Regions from separate parts of the Mus musculus genome. Here region 2 is linked to region 1. A link is a contact called in public HiChIP or PLAC-seq data. All regions are on one chromosome and are shown on one strand. The core of a region is the stretch at or near the end of the contact, and the rest is flanking DNA. Distances in the headings are between cores, read along the strand shown.

The links. HiChIP or PLAC-seq counts read pairs in DNA pulled down with a chosen protein or histone mark.
Region 2: an H3K27ac HiChIP or PLAC-seq map of neural progenitor cells shows a contact between it and region 1, with 9 times the contacts expected there. The contact joins two enhancer-like sites. A contact is called at or near these places in 6 of 115 datasets of contacts at active chromatin or transcription factors (differentiating embryonic stem cells, embryonic basal ganglia, embryonic hindbrain and 3 more).

The regions. Positions count from the first base shown.
Region 1 is chr3:16,851,450-16,858,135 of GRCm38.p6, reverse strand. No RefSeq gene overlaps it. Among named protein-coding and RNA genes, the nearest start is that of Gm42184, 8.1 kb to the left of the region's middle. Within about 2 kb of position 3,900, at least 10 of the 459 cell types and tissues checked have an H3K27ac peak or open chromatin away from gene starts, as enhancers often do.
Region 2 is chr3:17,328,583-17,334,911 of GRCm38.p6, reverse strand. Gm30340 (a long non-coding RNA gene) reads left to right here. Exons shown (of 7, transcript XR_880680.2): 5 at 443-587; 6 at 1,572-1,657; 7 at 4,208-6,329. Among named protein-coding and RNA genes, the nearest start is that of Gm24963, 80 kb to the right of the region's middle. Within about 2 kb of position 4,296, at least 5 of the 459 cell types and tissues checked have an H3K27ac peak or open chromatin away from gene starts, as enhancers often do.

The DNA.
Region 1 (6,686 bases), core at 2,651-5,150:
GTGCAATTAAAAGATAAAATGCATGAGTAGCTTGTTAACCACAGAAAAAAAATAAGAAAAAACAAGAAACCGTGTATACTCTTTGTCTGGAAGTAGTGGTTTCATCCCTGATCATTTGTCAGCATTACCTGTTCGCTTGTTGAAATTTAACATAAGTCAAACAGTTTTAATGCCTCACTCAAGAGACCCAACCAAGGTGCCCCATCACAACTTAATCTTCTCATTTAATGTTGCCTGGATTCTGTCTTTTTGTCTGTCCTTGATGTTTTCAGGTGTAAATCTGGCATAAAAAACAATGAGGTGTGTGTGGCTGTGTCCTGAGCCAAAAATCCACAAAGCTCAAAAGAGGTACTTTGTTCTATGTGTCTTTCTGTGTTTCCTATAAGTAGAGTGTGACTAATGAACTTCACAGAAAATGTCAGCAGCAGCAATATTTTTTCAGGACCAAGAATTCAAGCTTCTATTATTATCTTACCAGTGTGCTATCAAATATGGATAGGAACCTGACAATGAATGGTATCAACTCTGTAACGTAAGTAGCATGTTGAGAAGAAAATCATTGTTCACGTATATTATTGTCGACCATTACTTCTTGTGAACTCCTCATGTGAATTTCCCTGAACAGACAGACTGATCTTGAAATGTAAATGGCCCTGAAAATTATGTGTGGCTTGTCAAAGTATTACTTCAAGGACACATGGGCTATATTCAAAAAGGAATGCAAAAACTATGGTCGAGTTTCCATTTTCAATTGCTCCAGTAATAGAGAGCAAGATGCTTCCAAATGTTTTTCAGAAATGCTCTAAGTCCAGGGTTTCTACTGAAATCACTAGCTTGTCTTCAAACTGTTAGGTTATAATCGTGGAGTATGTCTAATAAAAGGCCACAACCCAATACAAGATAATCATTACAGAGACATTATTATTATTTTCTAATTAGTAAAAAAAAACTATTGGATTTCCCGTGGCTTCCTCCTGCTGAGCAATCATTTGATCTTGCTTATGTTGACAAACACACACGTCACCAATTCTGCCTCATTTATCATTTGACAGGGACAGTATTTGCTTCTTCATGTGTAAAGAAAGGAAAATTTAGGGTAAGCAAACCGGCAAGAAGAATCAAGCAGTAACTCAAACTCCTTTTGCTGGTTAGCAGTAAGGGAGGAACTAGTGAGTAAGGAAAATCATTTATTGTCCATTGTATAGCAGAATGACTTTTGAATATCTTCTCGGTATAATGCTAAACTCCATTTCACAGACCTTAAAAATAAGCCAAATTGGAAGAAAATAAGCCAAATTGGAAGAAAAGGAGAACAGATGTGCTTAATATTGAGAAAGAAGATACTTGAAAAAATAAAGGGAAATCATCGAAAGCGATTGGGAATGATTACTTTTTACTATTTACGTTGATATTAAATTGAACATATATTTAGCTAGGAAAAAAAGAAAAGAAAAAAAGGGAATTCACTTTGTCTGTATTTAATAAAAATAAAAGTAAAAATGTTATATTTTGTGCAAAACAGACTTTTCAATTCAGTGTGATGATTTCAAGTTTCATTCTGGCTCCTTAAATTTGGTTGTTATCTCTTTTTAATAATAAAAAAAAATGGATACCTAAATAAAATGTCTAACAAGTACTGTGGAAAGATGATTTTTTTTTTTTTTTGCTAAGGAGGACCACACCACATAGGCCAGAGCTTCCCAGGAATTTACACTTTGGAACTCTCACAAGATCTAATGGTTTGTTGACAGATTGTACAGAAATCATCACTATCGTAAGGAGAAAGATGCAAATTGAAATGTTTTCAGGAAAGAGGACATCTGTATGTAGATAAAGGCACAGCTCAGCACCAGAGCTGGGGAAACCCTGTGCTCTCTGTTAGGAGGGACTGGGAGATCCATCTGACAGTGAGAGTGAAGAACTGGCCTAAAACCCCAGGCTTCACATACAGCACCTTGATTCTAGGCTCCGTCAGTGTAAACGCAACTGATTAAGACTGACCTTGCCTGTCAGCAAATGAAATATAATTATAGCATTTTGAAATTCAAACTCCCAAATATTGGGAGTGAGCTTTAAAAAGATCCAAAATTCTAATATATGTCAGTACAGTACTTTCCTTTTGCACACTGCAGACAGTCCAAGATAAAAGATTTCCCACTATTTGGTAAGGAAAAAATGTCAAAGAAAACCCACTAGGTATTCTTGATTCTGTTTCTAAAATACAACATTCAGTACTGTGTGAAGATTAGGTTACAACATTTTTTGTGTATGTCTTTATTTCTAACCAAAAAATCTGCAAAAAAAAAAAAAAAAAAAAGAAAACCCAAAATGCTTGGGCCATTATCCCCTTAGGTGCCTGTCTGGGACACATATTATAAGCACATGTTTTCGGAGATAAGATTAACTTCATACGAATCAGATGTTTTCTTCAGAATATTTGATAACTTTACTATAAGAAAATTCAATATTTTATTTGCTATTTTCTAAGGCAAGATAATAAAACACTTGTTTTCATTTTAAATGGATGCCTGATATTATTAGAAAACAGAAATATTCAAGGCTTAACTGAAATGATTAAAAACTGTAGCAGTCTCATTAATATAGGACTTTAAGGTAATGGCAAATGGCTCATTGGTTCTTTGTGTGAATAATGTGATCAGACGACTGGGGGAGGGGAGACAGATGAAAGAGTATGGAATCATTTGCGCTGATTTCCATTGCCCAAGAGGAATATATATAGATAGATTCTCCCTTCCTGGTTTTTCCCCATGACAACAGTCTTGAAATGCTGGAATGCACCTCTCTGAGCTAGTATTCACCAACACTGCTAGCTAAAATGTACCTAAAGGAAAAGACAAACAAGCAATGTGCTTATTAACCTGTGTTATTAACAAGAGGCTGCCTAAGACGGTTTCACTTGAAATTACAAGAGTTATATTTTTATTCTGATTATCACCGTTATACAAATCTCCAGGTACTGTGAAAGAAGACATAGGTGTGTATGTACAGAAACACAAATAATGAATTTCTGACCCCATTTGTGCCATCAACATACAATTTCATATTTTCCCATTTGACTACCATTATTGTTCCAGATCTATGGCACTACTACACAAACCATACCTGCTAGGTCCCATCATCATGATTTCATTAGAACACAGCCCATTTTCTAGAGCTAAAAGTGCCATCACAGAGGAAAATAAAATTTCCAAGGAACTGAAAGTGACTTTAGAAATCTAACTGCTTCCTTATTATTTTTCTAAGTTTTTAGAATTTTTTTATCTCTCTCAAGAGTGCAGCACAATAAAGCGAATGAAAGGACCATGTTACAGGAACACTGAATGTGTTTTGGAATTTTAAAAATACAGAAAAAGGCTAGAAGAAACCCTAAAGCACTTGCATTTCATGAACCATGGCACGCTTTGTGAATATGTCACATAGAATCAACTTGTGGACAAGTGTGCTAGGGAATACTTCAGCACACTATACCACCACTGCTTTACAATACAATATGTGGAATTGTTTTTAAATCTTTTTTCTGCCTTTAAAGAATATCCTGATTCTGATTGAATAGACAAGAATTCAACAATAGAATACACAGCATATATATGTAGTGTGTAATCTTTGCACTCAAAGAAACCAAGCTGATTACAGAAAACTGATGACGAGAAAAATTGGCTCAAAAACCTGAAATAACTTTAAAGGGACCAAAATCAAAATAAGGAGCCATGATCTCATGTGTCTCTCGTATCGAAATGAATGCTTGCGGTTAAGTAGGCAGTTCTGAAGCTCCATGCATTTTCTTCTGGGAGGGAGTGTGCATGTGTGTCCTGGGCAGCTGCTGGGTTTTTCCTTTGCCTGCTCTCTGCCATTGCTTTGCCCTGCCTCCCTGTGTCCAACATCAAAATCACACAGGCAAAATAAAGAAAGCCCTTTGATTCGACCTTCACTGTAAATTATTGCACCACAGGAGGAGGATGGCGAGAGTGTGGGAGGAGGATTGCTCCCTCCAGTCACTGGCAATTATCAGAGCAGGGACCCCCAATTCCTGCTCTGATACCCTGGCTCTGGGGGATGGCACCCAAGGGAACAGGAAGGCATGCAGAGGAAACCATTTTGTCTTCTGATTTCTATACTAGACATTTTTAGCCTCATTTTCATGGGGGGAAAGGAAATTAACATTTCACATTTATTCCTAGAGAATGTCAGAAATGCGTTTTCAGACTAAAGAATTCTCTTTTCAAAAAATATTAAAATCTAAAAGCTGAGAGTGAATAATTTTTTTCCATTTTAATTAAATGTCTAAAACCCTAAAGGCATCTACAGTATTTATTCTGAGAGTTATTTATCTAGATAAACTGTTTATTAGTATAGGCGAGAGATTATCATTTTATCACAGTTTATAAATGACATGTGGCTACATGCCTGTATATCAGTCACTGTTGCCAGTAGATACTGTAATTGTTAAAGAAAAAAAGACAGAATTTTGTTTTTCATACAAGAATTTTCAGAAATACTCTCTAATATACTTTATTTACTATATAAGTTAGGAACACAATTCTGGTGTGTAGAGAGGTCTAGCTGGATAATAATGTTATATATAAAACATACATAAATAGGCTTTATAGTGCATAGACATGCTTATACCTAAATTATATGATAAGGAATTAAATATACATTCACAGCATGCACAGATTTCTAAAGGCAGTGAGAGGGGTGGCCTTCCCTCTAGGAAGTGCAGCAGGTGTTTGCATATCTGCACAAGAGGCTGCAAGGGCTGTGAAGTACTTGAATCCTTACTACATTGAGAGCAGTCATGATTGGCTCAATTGATCACTGCAGTCACCTGATATTACATAAAAGGTTGGTGTTGAAGCATATGGATTGGATAATAATCAGAGTTGTTCTGACATGGTCTATTTAATAATTCAAAAAGGAAAATTTGAAAATGATACTACACAAAGCTGCAGCACCCGGTTGACACTTTATTTATATCAATGCTCTTTGTGTGGTTTGCGAGCTGTGCAGATTGCCTCTTCAACAGAGTTATTTTTCTAAAGCATCAATATTCCAAATCACCATCAGCAAATAATCAGATGCATCACCTGTCACAATCGAAGGGTTGAAACATTCTGTGTCTCCCTACATGGGTGTAGCAGAAACTAAATGGCAGGCAGCCACTGTTTCTGTACGTATTGAAAGTGCAACAGAAAGACTCCATGGACATGATCAGTCATCCTGGAAAAATGACTATTGGTAACATTCATTTGAGTATATTTTTTCCAGTGAATAAACCCATTCACTTAAAAAACAGAGGAACTAAAACAGATATAACTGCGTTCTCATCTGTCTGATGAGCATGGACTATGATTCTTTCTATAGAAGTAAAAGCCAGGCATTCATGGTTCCACTGACTAGGCTCAAAACCATAAATGTTTTTAATATATATGAGTGTTTTTCCTGCAAGTCTATGTGTATAGCAATTGTGTCTAGTGCACGTGGAAGACAGAATGGCATCTCATCTCTTGGAACTGTAGTTTCATACAATTGTTAGGTGCCATGCCAGTGCTGGGAATCAAGCCCAAGTCTTCTGGGAGCTAGTGCTCTTCACTGCTGAATCATCTCTTTATCCCCAACCAGACAACCAGATGCTTCAAATGGCCCTAAGGATGCAGAATGAAAGGATAGCAAAGGTTTCCACACTCTCAGAGGGAAGAACCCTAGTATGTTTAAGAATCCCACAATGAGTGGTCTAGCCATCATGATTTTGGCTTCCAGTATTACTGTTTCTCACTATCTGTGGAGCTCATTTGCCAAGCTGGTGACATAGAGCAAGCACTGAGACACAGTGCTTGCATGTCTTCATAAGCTCCTCCTGCTTTCTTTAATCAAATAGATGATTCAGATGTTCCCATGATATTGTTCAAGTGTGCTTTGTAAAATCTAAACGTTACCAAAAACTTAACTATCAAAACCAAAGTCAACTATTTCTGAAGTTCAGCAGATATATTATTCTACATTGTGCTTGAATGGATTGCTGCATGTTGAGTCCTAAAAGATAATTACAACTTGTAATTTCTTCATATGGGTGCAGGTTTGAAGTACAGAAGAGAATCACAAATAAATGAAGTTCTTTATTGGGCTGGAGAGATGGCTCAGCAGTTAAGATCACTGACTGCTCTTTGGAATGTCCTGAGTTCAAAATCCCAGCAACCACATGGTGGCTCATAGCCATATGTAATGAGATCTGATGCCCTCTTCTGTGGTGTCTGAAGACAGCTACAGTGTACTTACATATAATAAATAAAACTTTTTAAAAAGAAGTTCTTTGTCATAACCTACAAATAACACATTCTGCAATACAGCATTTTAATGTTAGATTGGGAGTTGCAAAATGGCTCAGTGGTTTAGAAGTTTTCTGGTCTTGTAGAACACCTAAGTTTTGTTCTCAGCACCTGTGTAGGGTGTCTCATATCCATCTGTAACTTTTGCTTGAGGGTATCTAAGGCTCTCTTCTAGTCTCTGGGAGCAAAAAGGTACATTCACAATACAAAGAAACACACACTAATATTTTTAAAATATATATATATATATATATATATATATATATATATATATATAATAAAAACAAATGTAAAAAAAAATAATGACATTTTTAATGATATATTGTGTAATACAATAATAAT
Region 2 (6,329 bases), core at 3,047-5,546, 480 kb before region 1:
GTTCCAAATTCATCTGTAATAACATGAGAGTTTATTCTTGGGGAATTTTGAAGATTATTTAACCAAAATTTCTTTTGTGTCACAAATAAATTCCATCTCAAGTACACTTTACAATAATTTTAGTTTGCTGACAAAATTATATCTTCTTCAAACCACATTTTACAACCTTTTAATTTTTGGTAGTTTCCAAATATTTAGTAAACAAATACTTTAAGAATATTATGCAAGTTGGAGATAACAGCAGTGATATAGCAATAAAATTTGATATGGTTAGATATATTTCTGATATTTTTCTTAGAAGAAACCTGTTTTCTACCAATTTACATTTATATATATATATATATATATATATATATATATATATATATATATATATATATATATATATAAATATAAACACTCAGTTCTAACTGGGATGCCTCCATCAAATTCCTCCCTTCAGAGCTTAGGGAAACCCACTGGAGAGGATGCAGAACCTAAGAGCCAGAGGGGATGGAAGACACCAGGAGAACAAGGCCTTCTACATCAACTTGAGCACAGTTCATATGAACCCAGAGACTGAAAGAGCAAGCACAGGGCCTGCGAAGGTCAGCACCTTGTCCTCTGTGTCTATAGCTGGGCTTCTTTTTATGTGATTCATGAATGTGTGAACAAATAGGTTCTTTTGATTCTTATGTGTTCCCTTGGCCTCTTTTCATATTGTTGGTTTGTCTTGTACAACTTCATTGAAATAACTTTTTGTTTGTTTATTGTTTGATCTTATTGTATATTATTTTCTATGTTTAAATGAATGAATTATGAATGAATGAATGAGTGAATGAGTGAATGAAACCCTAGACACCATGGTATTGAGTGTCGATGGGTATATCAGCCACTTCAGTTCAGGTCTTATATTGTAATTGACCAGCATATAATCGGACTCCATAGATTTTGTTGTTGTTTATTTATGTGTGTGTGTTTGCATGTGTGTGTGTGCATGTATGTGTGTGCTTTTATTTTATTAAAGCCTTTTTCTTTCTTTCTGGGTGCTATGTTAATTGTTTTCTTGCTTTTATGATATTTTGTTGATGCACTGGGTTTTTGGTTATTTTTTGAAAAAAAATCAAGCTGGGTTGGTAGTGACAAAGAGAATCTAGAATGACTTGGTTAGGAGAATATGATCAAAATATATTTAAATTGAATGTTTTAAATAATGAATAGTATAATAAAAATGATAGAGCCACAGAGATGTTTTCAAATCTGTTTTCCAAAATCTCTTTTGTTCCGGTTAAATTTACATTCTAGTGAAATAAATGTAAAAAAAGAAAATAGACAGTTGCCATGCATGCTTTTATATATATATGGAATTCAAAATAATAGTGCTTAGAACATGTTTATATATTACTGAAAAACTTCTTTGCAAATTATATGTAGAAAACAGAGGAGATATTGTTGCAGAATGATGAAATATTGGTGCAAAAAAAGTAAATTAATCAGGTGTGAAATTCAGTTGTGCATACTTACTCAGCAAGTTAAAAATACTAATTTTGTTCTTTAATAGTAAGGAGAGATTGTTATTTCTTTGCCTAAAGGTCCACTATGATTGAGAAAATATTAACCAGACTGTATGGCCTGAACGTGGCTTTGATGTCCTCATTCTTCCTTTCTGAAGAGAAAGGTAGGAATCACATCCATGACTTCCTTCCTTTCAGACAGGGAAGGGTATTCAGTGCCAGTCCTGCCTTTCAGTCTCCCCCTTGCTCTGTCCTGTGGGAGCACCTCTCCATGTGAGCACCTCTGCATGTGAGCATCTCTGCACATCATCTGTAGTAGTTTACTTTGTTTTGCAGAAATTACGTTCAGGCACATTAAGCTTTAAATGTGTGTGTGTATATGTGTGTGTGTGTGTGTGTGTATGAGATTTGACATGTGCATTTTCATCAGTTACCATTTTGTACTAAATCATTTGCAATTAGAAAACAAATATTATTTAATTGTGGATATGCAAATATCCTCTTTAAAAAATAAAGATAAAACATAAAAATAAGGACAGGGAGTTTCATGCACAACTTGCCTTGAAATGCTCTTCTTCTTGCCTAAGTGGTAGGACAGTAGCATCAAAAAAAAAAAGGATTCCTGTTCTATGAAGAACAGTAACAAAACTGCACTGTTAAAAATAGAATAAATTTAGAAAATGCTAAACAAATACATTATTAAGTTCAGGTATACTCTTAGCACCTTACTAGAAATGCTTTCTCATTGCTTCTACTTATATAAAATATTATCAATAAACAGGATATATTAAATCCTCTCTTTGTAACCGTTTACAGGTTACTTACACGCACTGCTTTGCACAACTTTGCCAAGCACATTATAAATCATTGTCAGAACTGTGCTAAACAGTCATTTTGACTCACTCTACATGCAATTATTTTTAATCAAATATTTCATCAATTATAAGATGCATTAATCTTTGCATGTGGATAAAAATAACTCATCTATTTCTAAAAATAGTGCTTCCACTAAGCACTTTGCATGCCAATCTGTTTTACAAGATTTTTCAGGTTTTCTTTTTATCTGTCAAGTAAAGGTTTTTTTTTCATTCGAGCCATAGATAATTTTAATATCAGTTCTTACACTATGTAATCAAATGCATTTCTACGTTTTCAGTGCATTTAAGGAAGGTACCAGTAGCTGTACACTTATTTCTCAATAACATTTTGAAGACACAGGGTAAATACTTTAGGAGAAGAGGCATTCTTGTGAAATATGGTGCATACTATATATCATTCTCTAGTAACTCGAATTTCTTTACTCGTAATATAGATATACCAAACTCTTCACTTAAAATGATAAGACCCAATGCTTACTAATGCATGCTTACTAATACTATTTTTATATAAAGCACTATTTTTGTAGAGTAGCTCTTAACACACTAATTTTGTGCTGTGTTTTAAAAACAGCACGCATTTATTGCTCACAGTTTGCACTAAATATATGCCCAGAATAAAATACAATCTTGATGCATATAGAAAGGCTTTATTACTCATATCTTTTGTTCGTATTTATTCCTAATTTTAATATTTTATACTTCTTTATAAACTATATACACATACGACATCATTGTGAAACATTAAAATACATTTATTACTTTCAGTTACTCATCTGTAACAACAAACCACAGTGCATAGCCAAAATTTATAAATGACCATTTTTACATTATGACAGAAATATGGATATAATTTTATTCTTAAAATTTCGAAAAGCAAATTATTCTACTAAAATATATCAGCATAAAATTGCTATTTATTTTTAATTGTGAAAGAGTTGTTTTCTACAGTATTTAAAATGTATTAACATTGAATATTTTTATTTTTAATAAAAAAGGCTTTATTTTGAAAACTTTCCTTTATATTCCCGTTTCTCTAATACAAAATGATTTAATTTTCATGGCACAATTATTAATCACCTTTGTTCTATATTCCCCATTATTTTAAATCACAGTCCTAATACTTGCCTTCCTATAAATACCATATTCTGAAGATCAAAATCAGAAATACCTATCTGCATATGATATATGATGCTCAAGAAAAAGAATTCTTTGTTATTTTCCTCACTATTATCTGAAAATCTAGACACAGTTGTTTCTACAAATGTGATATTAGTCTGCATGCGTTTTCATGTCATCATAGACAATCTCACTTACAGAAAGGCCATTTCAATGTAAGTATATCTTCCTACACAAAGAATCCTGTTACAATCTAAGAATGTGGGTTTTCATTTCCACTCAATGCATTTTCACTCAGCATTTTCCAATTCTATAATGCAAACATATACAGAGAGGTTAAATACAATGTTGGCTCTGCAGTAGCTGTACAGAAGAGAAGCACACATTTTGCCCAGACTTCCCTGAATTTAAACCTCAGCCAATAGACATGTTTCAATGTGTACCTGAACAGAGCCAGTGCCAACCAAAAGAGAGTAAATGGGCAGAAAGCTTTCTTTATAAAATGTCACAAGTGATATAAGACAGTGATCTCAGAGGAATAGGGTGGATCCTCGAAAGCATTTAGTTCAACATTTATTTCATCTATTTAATTTCGTGACTGAACCAGATCAAATCACAGGTAGCCAAATTGTAGATTCAGCTAGCTTCTCTTATTCTCTGGCACTTTTTGTTTCTACATTCCTGATACATTCTTTCATTTCCCAACTCTTCTCTTCCCAGGCATTTGTACCACAGGAACCTGACAGCAATTGTTCTGATTCATGGCTTAGGAGGAGCAGCTGATTAATCCCTTGTCAGCAGTCTTGACCCGGTGTGGAAAATAGAATCTTCGAAGGCCTACTCACCAATATATCAGGAGCAAGGCAGCATGGCTTACATCGCTCTTAAATTCAAGGAAAGTTTAAGACAATGCCAAGCAGCAATCCTGGTCTCAGAAATGCTTTATAGGAACATTTGGACACAGAACAGGAACATACCAGGGAGAAGAGTTGAACAATTGTGGCTTTCTTCCCTGGAATAAAAATCTTATATTTTCGGTCCTCCACAAAATACTTTTTAAAAAAAAATCACTATTTTCTTTATCATAACTATTGTGGTCTGTGTTTTGATATGATATAACATGTTTTGGGAATTTTAAATCATTCCATTTCCTTCCCTCTTCAATGAGTATAGACACTATGAACATAGAACTCTAATTTGTACATTGTATAAAATAATTGCAAATAACTTCTATTTCTAGAATCATCTTTATGTGACACATTCAGCTGTGAAGAATATGCATACTATATAGTTTAAAACAGGAATGTTTCTACTGAAAACCATTTTAGTTCTTGAAATGACAAAAGCCTTAAACTGAACACATTGCTACTTTTAATCAAGAAAAAAATAACTTAGTAATATAAAATGTGGTCTCGGAACATATGATTAAAGTACAGAGATGAAGTGGGATAATGTCCCCCCCTTTTTTTTCCAAAGAGGACCATGTACATGAATCCAATATTTATGAATTTTATTTACAACCACAAAGCAGACTGAAAATCTGTCAAATGATGTGAAATCCTAAAAGATGCAGGGTGTTAAGAGATGGTGGCCACCAAAGACAAATCAAGTCTCAAAATTAAAACTATGCACAACTAATAAGCATACACATGAAAGATGAGAGAGAGAGAGAGAGAGAGAGAGAGAGAGAGAGCATAAGAGACCCATCTATGATAACCAGAGGAAGCTGAAATGTGTTGAAGCCTTTCCCTTGTAAACTGCATAATAGCACTTTCAATGTTCCCTTTCTGTCATCCCCTGTAACCATCAAGTTCGGGTTCTGCTGCTGCAGTCAGGTGCACGGGCACGGAGCTCTTACGGTTGGCTGCATAGAATTCTGAGGAAAGCCACATCTGTACCATTTTTTTTCTCTTGGACAGTAATAAATAACAATTTGTGTTCATTTAGATTTTTTTCCCTGAGTATATTTACAGCAAGTTATTCAGTTTTTTTTTTTTTTCTTATCCTCTTAAAGCATAGGTTTAATTTTGAGTGCATCTTTCATTGTGAGAGTGTAAACCTTTGATCGAGTGGCATTTGCATTTCATTATAGGGAAGTGCTTTACATTGTCTTCATATGCACCACCCAATTCCATGTATCATCTTGGTTTGTGCTAGTCACTGTTTAAAACACTGGCTATTAAGTGTGGCTTTGTGGACAGAATCTGTATGTTCTGTGCAGTACAAAACAGAAAAGAACAAGGAAAAATTCAAAATGAATAGGTCATTTGAAAGAAATATAGTAAGTTTTCATGTGATTGTTTTCAATATAGTATTCTCGGCAAAAGAATGCAAGTCATCATCTAAAACGTAACATGTTCAGATTGGCCGTATCTCATCATTTATTTCTTTTGTAAAAGAGCAAATGGGATGTATTTTTAGGTGTTTCTTTGTGCAAGTTCCTAGCAAATCCTGTTGGGATAGCATTAGAAATAATAATGAAATGAGCTGTAGGTAATGGTATAACTCTTGGAAAGTTTTTAAATGTGAGGCTGTGAAAATGTGTCCTTTGAAGGATCAGCAAGCCTGTGGCATTGTCTGTGAAAATGGAAAGAATTGATAAGGCTTCTGTGCTTTTGATCTTTATCAGGTTTGCAATGATTCCTATTTTATAAGGTGACATATTTTTAGCCTTGTTGCAGGGAGAAATGTTCTGTTTTTCCTCAGAAAGCTGGCAGAAAACCATTTTCCGACCTTGTCTGCTTCATTTATCTACATGTAGATATTAAACCTGTCTCATCTCAAAGGCCCACAAACACCTTGTCAATAAAGTAGTAAATTAAACACTGGCATAAAAACATTA